Regions from separate parts of the Bombyx mori genome. Here region 2 is linked to region 1. The links are chromatin contacts, called in public Hi-C maps. All regions are on one chromosome and are shown on one strand. The core of a region is the stretch at or near the end of the contact, and the rest is flanking DNA. Distances in the headings are between cores, read along the strand shown. Region 1 overlaps LOC101735970 (SUN domain-containing ossification factor). Region 2 holds the start of LOC101736101 (oligosaccharyltransferase complex subunit ostc-A).

Region 1 (5,195 bases), core at 391-2,890:
GTCTGGTTGAGATGCATCTTCTGTTTGTTTCAGTTCATGTTTGGGGACCGCTTTCACAACCAGTCTCGGTTCTGTGCTTGGCTTGTCCTCTAAACTGTCTGTTTCACTTTCAACCTTTATTGTATCGGTGTCGACGATTGAAAATGCCTTGGTGTCGTTGTGCTCGTCGGAGTCATTTACGAACATTAGTTCATCCGTATTGCCCAGGTCCAATTTCGCGTTATCCCCGAACGATATAAGAACCGGAGGCTGCCCTGTGTCAGGTAATCTGAAAGTAATGAAATTGAAATCAATTAATATATTTTTTTACTTCAAACTATAAAATATGTATTTAAACTACATTATTTTTACGTTATTTAATGAAAAGTAAATTAGAATCCAAAAGTAATGAAAATAGAAAACTGAACCGTCCGATAAAGTATAATCTTTATGTTTTATTTATTTATTGGTTAGACGGATGGACGAACTCACAGCCCACCTGGTCTTAAGTGGTTACTGGAGTCCATAGACATCTACAACGTAAATGCGCCACCCATCTTGAGATATAAGTTCTAAGATCCCAAGTATAGTTACAACGGCTGCCCCACCGTTCAAACCGAAACGCATTACTGCTTCACGGCAGAAATAGGCAGGGTGGTAGTACGTACACGCGCGGACTCACAAGAGGTCCTACCACCAGTAAATTAGTACGTCCCATCTCCCGCACGACCGCATAACTATTACAAACGTTCAAAAAATTCGATGTCATTACAATAAATCTAAACATAGCCTCAAACATAAATTCCTTCTTTTGCGCGTACAACGCACCGCTCAATTGACACAATAACTTGTTTATTTGTTATGGCTTCCTACGCATCCGCTCTACACGCGAACGATCAGTGTTTGTCACATTTCGAGTTAAGAATTGACCTCTCTTTTTCAATGTAGCTCATGTCATCAACGATATAAAATTATGGACGACTAGCTGTATCCGCCCGCTTCACTGGACATTTAAAATTAACATTATTATTTCTCACCCCCATAAAGATTCTCATCATTAACGGCCCCGCAACTGGTGCAGGGAGTCCCAACAATCATATAAATAGCCTATCCATTAAGTACATGTATTTTCTACATGGATACCAAGTTTCAAGTCAATCGGATGCATGCTTCAGTAGTTATAATGGAACATCCGTAAAAACTACTGTAGATTTATATATTAGTATAGAAGATAGATCAAAACTAGTCCCATCAATAATACCAATATACTAGCGACCCGCCCTCGCTTCGCTTCGGAAATTAAAAATTTGTTATTGATAGCCGAGTCCCGCGATGTTATCCGCGGTTATTTTCATACCGCGGGTGACGCCGCGGGGCGAAGCTAATCTAAAAAAAGTAGCCTTAGTTACTCCTTATATCATCAGCTACCTATCAGTGAAAGTCTCGTCAAAATCTGTCCAGCCGTTCCAAAAATTAGCCAGAACAAACAGACAGACAAAAATTGTAAAAAATGTTATTTTGCTGTATGTACCGTATATACATATACATTACACATTACAAAGAGACACTCCAATTTTATTTATACGTCACTACAAGGAATCTAATTGACTAATAGACATAAAGCTATGCTGTACTATGTTTGCCCTGTTTAGTCATTCGCGATTGTAATGACGAAACGGACAAAACCTGCAGCGCTGAATCGCTTCTCCCTGCTTCTTTGTTTTCTACTTCTTCTCCTTCCATTTCTGGATCACGGTGTATTTCGTTTAAATCGTCGAAAAACGAGACTCTTGTTATAAAAACAAAGATGTGATTAAACGTCATACAAAGAGTTTTGTCTTGAACAGTCACTGAAAACGAAGTATTGATTTCCAAAACGGTATTTTTAGACTCGTAAAGACTTAGTGCCTACATATAGCTGTGTTTTAAACAGTCGCAGAGTGCTCTGTAACGTTATTATCTTATTTATCTTTCGTAATTAGAATCTACTGAAATCGAATGGGGTAAATAGCGCTTTATACAGCACAGCTTAATGTTGTTGCTCTACGCACACAAAGGAATTGTGGGTATTTTTGTTTAAATTTGCGCAGAGTTTTATTGAAATTTTTACGCATCGTGTTTTCAATCGCAGGAATGTTTTCTGCGTGACACAGCAGAAACACAGCAGTCGATCCAATAATTTAACAAAAATAACTTGATGCGAATTAATGTATCTTTAGAGTTGTCGAGGGCTTGATTTCTATAATATTTTTTTGATAACTTATTTAAGGAATACCTTATCCTAAAAATGGTCAAACAGATATTTATAATGCATTAGAATCGATTACAATTCGTACACGCCTTAATAGAACAGATAACTAAAAATAGAATATTATACTGTATAGTTGTTGGGCTTTAAAGTCCCCTAGATATAGTCCCTTAGGCTTCCAGCGAATTGCTAGGGAAATGAGTTATCATTGTTTGCCTGATCACAGAAATATAGAATAATCAAGACACCTCGATAAATCTAACATTTGATGTGGTGGAACTAATATGATGAAAGAAGAAATTGTTTAGGAATCTTGGCAAGAACCAAACGTATGAACTTAAGAAGTAACATCATTAAATTTCGTGATTAGTAATAATAGTACTATAGAGGTTAATGCACCGTCCAAACTTACACACTCTCAATAATCAATAATACTTTCTATTTGTGCTCTCAGATCGATTGATAAAGTTCTATTTAATTGTATGTTACATGTATGTATTATATAATATAGGTTAAACATAAAACCATCAAAAGTTGAGTAACGTGTTGGGTATTAGTACAGGCTGATACTGCCGCCTAACCCATTTTTCATCTTAAGACCAGGGTCGAGGATGGCGAAGTTTTATGATTAAATGATCGAATGACGAGATCGTCCTTGAAAGATTTTGTAAGCCAACGCCTGATTTATTTAGAATTGAAAAAAGCCCAAAAATAACAGGGTCTTTCGATAAAGGAACGAACATCCCTCTCAATGTGCTGGTAGCAGATTTACACATTATAAGAGCAGCTGACATAGTCACAACTTGACAAAAACGGTGTCAGCACCGAAAAGTCGGTTGGTTATCATAAAAATAACATTCAAAAGGGTATTTTATTGCGTATTCTGTTTCAAAGGTATGGTCGTGGCACACGTCTATAGATTAGCAGACGGCAACTTCACCCATTCGCATTGTAATACAATGTTACTAGCGTTCGAATACGAATTTAGTTCACCCAGTTTCGAGAAAAGTACGAGACAGTGTAAGATTGTGTAGTTTATATATTTAACGCGAAATTGCTGCAAATTCTCACTGCACAATACAAACAGTATGCATAGATATACCAAAACGCGCGGAGAAAGTGCAACAGACATTATTTCCTAACAGATTGAACATTTTAACACTATACTATTGTATACCTAAGTTATCTATACTTCAGTCGATAACCTACATGTTATCAACTAAATGCCAAACAAGACAAAATGCTTTTTTTAAGTTAAATCTTTGCGTTCTAATTATCTGTTGCTATTAGGGTATTTTCAATATAATGTTCTTCAGCAGTGGCTCTATTAGCGGAGTTTATCAGTAAATTTGGAACACCGAGTCCATTTGGGCCTGTTTTTCCATTTTTAGTCTGTTCATGAACTCAATCAAATTCGCCCTCTATCTTTACATCCGCATATTTAACTTTAGTTTGTTGACTATACAACTAAGCATTTGTTAATTTAGCATAATATTCATTAATTATTTATTGAATGTGGTATCAAAAAGATATCGTTGGGCGTGTCCATATTACCAAAATACCCCTCAAAACCAATTTTGCGATGCATGGACTCATCGTTCTTGCAGAAAGCTACAAATGATCAGTCATTAAGCTCCATTTTATTAGAGACAACAAAATCCTTACGTGTAAAATATCTTGGTCAGTCCCTGGTGGCCACCGTACGACAACAGCTGACATATTAGCAGAGCCGCAAGCAGCGCCCGCGGCGGCGACATCGTGCAACCGCCGCCGGCGCATTGGCGAAGCACCGATACACTAATCACGATACCAAACACACAGCACACGACGAACGTCCAAACGCGACCGATGATCACGACCTTCTTAATAAATCTCTAGCGGCACACTGAAATGCACTTTAAATTTTGTCCGCATGTAGTTCTTGCTCCCAGTCTTATGGCACATAGAGCGTAGTAGTAATTTGGTCACTATTTGTTGCACTAGTTCAAGCGTATGAAAGCTTTTAAAGATTTCACGAATCTATTAGTTAAATAATTAAAATATGATTAAGAACCTACACTTCAATGTTTGCAAAACAACGATTCAGCGTTCGTCAATTTATCCAAACATACCTGTTTTAATTGTATCGAAACTCAACAGAAACATTAGTCACCAGAAAGTCCGGCGTTATTCAACAATATTGTGTATCGTTTATATCACGCACTAAATTCAATTATAACTAAATCAAATTAATACAACATAATGCAGAACGCAACTGCAGAGATTTAATGAAGCTTGATATTAACAAAAAATAACAAAAAGGTATATGTATAAACAAACAGAGGCTTTTCATGCATAGCGCATACAAATTCCAGCTATTGGTGGCTTGCAATTTTGCCAATTTTTTTGTTTCTAGATGCCTTTTCTCCTGGGAATGTATTTTTATCAAAGAGATAACTGAAGTAATCATTACAACGCAATATTAATAGGTATTCATAGATATGAGCTAGTGGATTGTATCGGGCATAGTGCACTGTATCGATCCAATTAATCAAGTGGTACATGAAACACTGCATTGTGTTGGAATAGGGCCAAACAAGGACAACGATCTCAATAGGCCATCGAGGAAATTGATACAAAGTTGAGACACGGCGTTATAAGACTTATAAGTAATGCACAATATATGCTGATGAAAGCAACACCTAATAAATAAGAACCGCTATTTGAATTGAGATATCAGGGTGATCTCATATTGAGGGTGTCAGGGTTAATCAGGGTGGTTCAAGACAGACTAAACTACACACTGGCAATGGCCTACACTTAAACGATTTGATGGACCTTAAAGGTAAAGTTTATCGAGTTAGCAGATCTTTTCTTGAAACTCAATTGAAATTTAGAAAAGAAACGCCAAACACTGATTTAATAAGTAACGCGACAACGGATTCCGTAATCAACGGAGTTACGGAGTGACAAAAATATAGCTAATCTT
Region 2 (5,688 bases), core at 174-2,673, 81 kb after region 1:
GAACTTATATCTCAAGGTGGGTGGCGCATTTACGTTGTGGATGTCTATGGGCTCCAGTAATCACTTAACACCAGGTGGGCTGTGAGCTCGTCCACCCATATAAGCAATAAAAAATAGACTTACGGCTTAGGCAGCACGACAATCGAACAATAGATTTAAGATTCAGAACAGCCTAAAACCTAAATAATCGAAAGATCACATCGATTCTCAAATAGAAAAACAGCAACGTAAGCTTTAGCATTCGTTACCAGTATTATAATAATTTACGTTCTGATAATTTTAATAACAAACTAACTTTGTATCGTGAAGCCACGTACACATGTACCACGGCAAGGTCGCCACTGATGAAAGATAACAATGATTTTGCGTTTTTTCAACAGTACCACGCCGATAGTGTTTGTGCTGTGTGTGAATTCATGATCGAAGTACATGACGAGAAGACGCGAAAGTCATCCGCGTTTTTCAGGGTGGCGCTTAGGAGACTAGGTTTCAAATGTTATTAAATACTAGCTCTGTACCCGTCCGCTTCACTGGGCATTTAAAATTAACATTATTATTTCTCACCCCCACAAAGATTCTCATCATTAACGCCCCCGCAACTGGTGTAGGGAGTCCAACACTCATATAAATATTGCCTATCCATTAAGTACATGTATTTTCTACATGGATACCAAGTTTAAAGTTAATCGGATGCCTGGTTCAGTAGTTATAACGGAACATCCGTAAAAACCACTGTAGATTTATATATTAGTATAGATAACTTCTTCGATACTATTACTTTAAGGCTCCAAATAAAAAGAGCCTTTGTCAGCCAAAATCATTACTTTTTCATTGTTTTACACGGTCGGCTTAATGCAGTGCTACCTTGTCGTTACATTTCGTGTTACCTGCGTTTTTTATTGCCGCTATAGGTAGACAAGCTAACGGCTCAGTTGGTGGTATGTAGTCACGCCCACCCGAGTACTACGGAGAAATTTCCAAAAACAGAAGAAGGACATGTCAACAAGTTCCCTGAGAATGAACGCAGTGGTTCCAGATAGTATAGGTGAAATTTTTTTGATGGCGAGCAATGGGACTATCAAAAGGAGATGAGGAATCATCTCGAATAAATCCTCAGAGCACTCCCAATGGAACATACGGTAGAAAACACAGAGAGAATCGAAGTCCAGCCGTAGACCAAAGAGTTACGAAACGATAAGTGAGAATGGGATTATCGACAATTCTAACAACAAACAATGTAGGATTAGCTTCGTAATTGAATATAAAATTCACATTAGATGATTGTATAGTTTTTTGTACAATTGCGCAGGTAAATCTCTCTCTCTCTCTCTCTCACTCTCTGTCACTTTCTACTTTGAAAATTTTACTTATGTCATCTGCATCCGAATGTTTATATTTAGCGACGGTCGCTCCTTTTTGTTGAACATCTCTCGGCTGTGACCACGCATAATTCAAAATACAGTTTTACTGGAAAGTGATAGAATAATTCAGATTTGAAAGAAATAACGTAAAAACTACTTTCCTAAACCGATTTTCAAGCCGCCCCAATTTTATTATAAATCAATGTTTGTCATACTTATTTCGGTATCGATAAAAACAGAAACATTTCGCGCGTTTGATTGAGGATCAAGACCTTGGAGCCAGGGAAAACCGAACGTCACGCGAATAACAAACACGCACGCAAACTTTTACGAAGGTCATTGGTCTTTACGATACGACACATGCGAGCAGTGTAAATGGTCGTGATTTCGGTCATCATATGTGTATCGGAGGAGGCGACCAATTGAAACAATTGAAGAATATTAATTTAGTAAACCGGAGTTATTAAACTGGCCAAACTAAGTTGATCTATTAAATAATTCTAATCCTGTCATCCTTTACTAAATGGGGCGTATCGTGAACTCACATCGGCAGGTACTACGTGAGAATTTGTCGTGATGTCTGTGTGCTTAGTGCGAGTTTTTTAACGTTGTCGATAGCGTAAAAGTTAAGTCAAATTTGTAGGGAGTTGGAACGTTTGCCTATGTTTGCCGCTAGGTTTGAATGGTGAGACTGCATTTACTACAACCGACCTCATGTTTATTGACGTTGCTATGTCCACAGACTCCGTATATATGTAAAACTGTTACAATAAACGGTCATCCGAATTTCAGCATCCATTTTCTTGTCAGATACTTCATAGTAGAAAAGTAGAACAACTTTGACTATGACCTTTGATGACAGAACAATTTCCTATAATTGCCGAAATAGAAATGAATGCCAAAATAAAGGACGCATTTTTTTCTTCTTAAAATGACGTCATGTATATCTAGTATATTACAACAGCAAGCTTAATTTTTATCGTCAAGCTTACGAAACAGAACCACGTGTCGGTCGCGGCGGGCTCGCTCCGTGACACGCCCACTTTGACTACGTCAGGTGGCGCTGTATTAATAACGGGAGATCCGCTAACGACATTCTTGTTCTATTTTCGAATCATGTCAGCTGATATTCATATGTTTTTTAAATCTATTTTTATTATTACTTGGCTACTATAGTTATAAAGGTTTTCTAATATACAGTTTATATTATAGAAGGCAGTTAACACTGCTTATGGAATTGGGTGATTTCAGAGGCGCTACTAAGCAGCTGAGAATTCTTCTGGAGCATCATTTGAAGAAACATATGTCATAAAACTCAGGAAGCATGGCGGAAGACGGATGAATAGATTGAATAGATTTCAGTCTAGAGTCAAATGGTATGTGGAAAAAGTTGAGTAGAAGTGGATTGAACTATAGGAGCTCTATCATACTTAATTTAGAAGATCACCAGTGACCCAAAATATGAAGTAGGTATGTTAAAGTTTTTATTATATTATGTCATTAATCTGTAGTCAACAGCCTGTTTTTCACAAATTATGATTTGACAAACTGTAAAATATTTTTGTCATTGGTTACATATCAGTTAATTGCATGAAGCATTGTTGTTGTTTAATTAACATGATCAATCATGTTCATGATCAAATAATATTTGCATTGATAATATTTATTGTATGCAAACTTAACTGGAATTTTAATTAAATTCTATCAACATCAATAATTATGATCATCCTCAAGTACAAGATAACAAAATGTTTATTTATCACAAAACCATTAGTATTACTATAATCTTATTGTTAATCATTATTGAGGTTATTAAGTGCACCCACTGTTACGAATGAGGCAAATACAAAATCAAGCATTTTCTATTAAAGTAGATATTTTTATCCATAAAATCATCATAAAATTACCGTTACTATTTTAACCATTGCTTATTTAAACAAATTTATTTGAAGGTAACTACTGCATTTCCTGTAACCGCTTTAAGTAGCATAGATAACAAAAAATAAAAGTGAAGGCTGACAAAAAACTGAACTCACTTTCACTAGCACTCAGAAGAGCCAAATAATGTTGCCTCTATCCTGTTCCTTAACAAAAACATTGAATTGTCTGACGTTTAAAAGAAAATTCTTAATATAATAATATACTAAAGTATCTAGTATAGTATCTATACAACAAGTAGTATAGTATTTCTACAAAGCACATTCTGTAATTTGCTCCTGACATGTATTACATTTATAAATTTGTTTATACTATTGTAGACACCTCTAGTTGTTAAGGGATAGAGATAAATTAAAAGGTTAATAGAGTTACTTAATTTGTAAGTCTAAGTGGTAATCCATTAGATTAAACACTAATGAAGTTTTATATTAAAACCCACTTTATTAAAACCTAGTTCAAGTCAAGTATTGAGCTTAAATGATTACAAAGATGAACAATTCACTTACCCATCAGTGGTCACAGAGTTCAGAGACAATGACTCAGGGAAGGTCATCTCTTGTCTCTCAGGTTCCTGTGCTTCCACTGGCTCGGTGTGTGCAAATTGTGAAACTTCTGCCGGTATATTTGGTTCATCAACCTCATCATTACTGATAGTGCTACTCTTCTGGCTAACATTGTGAAGGCCTGATAGGTCAACGCTCTTATCTACACCCTCGTTTAGAGCCTCTGAGACAACAAGAATAAAGAGTGCACAACTGCAAATATCAAATAATTTTATTAATGATTTTGTATTGAATGTCTAATTGGACTTTAATGATAAATCAGTACTTACCTAGAAATCACGGAAATAGTCAGCAAAGACGTGTAGATGATACACAGTCCACCCTTCATCGTAGAATTAATGATATATCCACATTCCATATCATTTTGCAAGTTTTAGCACATATTTTTGGTAACGTCACACGATTCACGACGTTTTTATTTATTTATAAACTTACGATCGTATTATCAACGATAACTGAACATTTTCACTTTCGATTTTATTAATGATTCTAACGTACAATCACATGAAACGTTAAAATAATGAACGAAGTTTTCCCCAAATTTTCTGAAATCGAGTCGTCAATAATCAGTTGAGTACTTGACAGTTGACATATGTATTTCATTTTTATTTTTTTCACACCCATTTATAGATTCTTTCAAATCTAATTGGTTGAATGGGATCGTTTCATCGATTTGAAACTCGCCACCAATGAACGGATAACATTTAAGTCTTATGTTTGTTCTCACCTTCTTATTGGTTACATGTACGTTACGTTTCACGTAGGTTTTTTAAAAATGAAACATTATAAATTTCTCGCTTGAATTAAAATTCGATTAATATATTTTATACTATAGAACCTACCTACTACAAAAATTTCTGTTCTCTTTTGTTTAGAAATCTTATTCGCAAAAGCTCTTATATCACTCCAATATAGCAATATCACTCCAATATATACCTACTTAAGTGATAAAACTGTTCATTATAAGAGTTATTAAAATCAGTTAAAGTAGTTACCTTGCCCTAAGCGAGTTATTGACACTTTCATTTTCATTTACCTATCTTCTTCATATCTTAAATATAATCACAATAAACTTTATCATGGATAATTTCCATTAACATATGGAAATCATTTGAAGTCGTCCTGGCATAAAGAATAAGACATCCGGTGCATTTGTATGCGATGCTAGCGATGCAACAGTGTTCGAATCCCGCAGGCGGGTATATACCAATTTTTCTAATGATACGTACTTAACAAATGTCCACGGTTGACTTCCATGGTGAGGGAATAGCTTCGTGTAATAAAAATCTAGGTGATAGGTAGGAGTCCGCACGGGTAGACACCACCACCCTGTCTATTTCTGCCGTGAAGCAGTAATGCGTTTCGGTTTGACGGGTGGGGTAGCCGTTGTAACTATACTGAGACCTTAGAACTTATATCTCAAGGTGGGTGGCGCATTTACGTTGTAGATGTCTATGGGCTCCAGTAACCACTTAGCACTAGATGGGCTGTGAGCTCGTCCAACCATCTAAGCAATAAAAAAAATAAAAAAAAACCATATTACGAGCGAATCAAACGATACAATTTGGTGAGCTTAGATTTTTCATTACATGGCCAAATTTTATTTTTCAGCGTGTATGAAGCGAAGTCTAGTTATCTTGATGGGATTAAATCGTTTTAAAATCGAACTTTTGAAAATTTAATCAGAAAAAAATTAAGCATATTTTTCAGGAAATAAAACTGTTTTCTTAATTAAGTTTGTCATATTACTTTGGTGTATTTATAGAAAAAGCGTAAAGAGTAAAAGAAATTCTGCAGTACTTTCAATTAAAATTGTATTTGACAAG

The links. Hi-C and Micro-C count contacts between places; a contact is called where the count stands out from the background.
Region 2: a contact with region 1 is called in a Hi-C map of midgut, with 2.6 times the contacts expected there. The contact joins the promoter of LOC101736101 here to the enhancer-like site in region 1. A contact is called at or near these places in 2 of 7 Hi-C or Micro-C datasets (midgut and whole pupa).

Annotation. Positions count from the first base shown.
Region 1 is chr4:1,751,266-1,756,460 of ASM3026992v2, forward strand. It overlaps LOC101735970 (SUN domain-containing ossification factor), which reads right to left. Exons shown (of 4, transcript XM_004929107.5): 3 at 1-268. Among protein-coding and RNA genes, the nearest start is that of LOC101735838, 20 kb to the left of the region's middle. Within about 2 kb of position 1,641, at least 2 of the 8 cell types and tissues checked have open chromatin away from gene starts, as enhancers often do.
Region 2 is chr4:1,832,360-1,838,047 of ASM3026992v2, forward strand. LOC101736101 (oligosaccharyltransferase complex subunit ostc-A) reads left to right here and starts at 1,424. Exons shown (of 4, transcript XM_004929108.4): 1 at 1,424-2,046; 2 at 2,613-2,831. LOC101735970 (SUN domain-containing ossification factor) reads right to left here and starts at 4,573. Exons shown (of 4, transcript XM_004929107.5): 1 at 4,132-4,573; 2 at 3,806-4,054. The coding sequence starts at 4,220.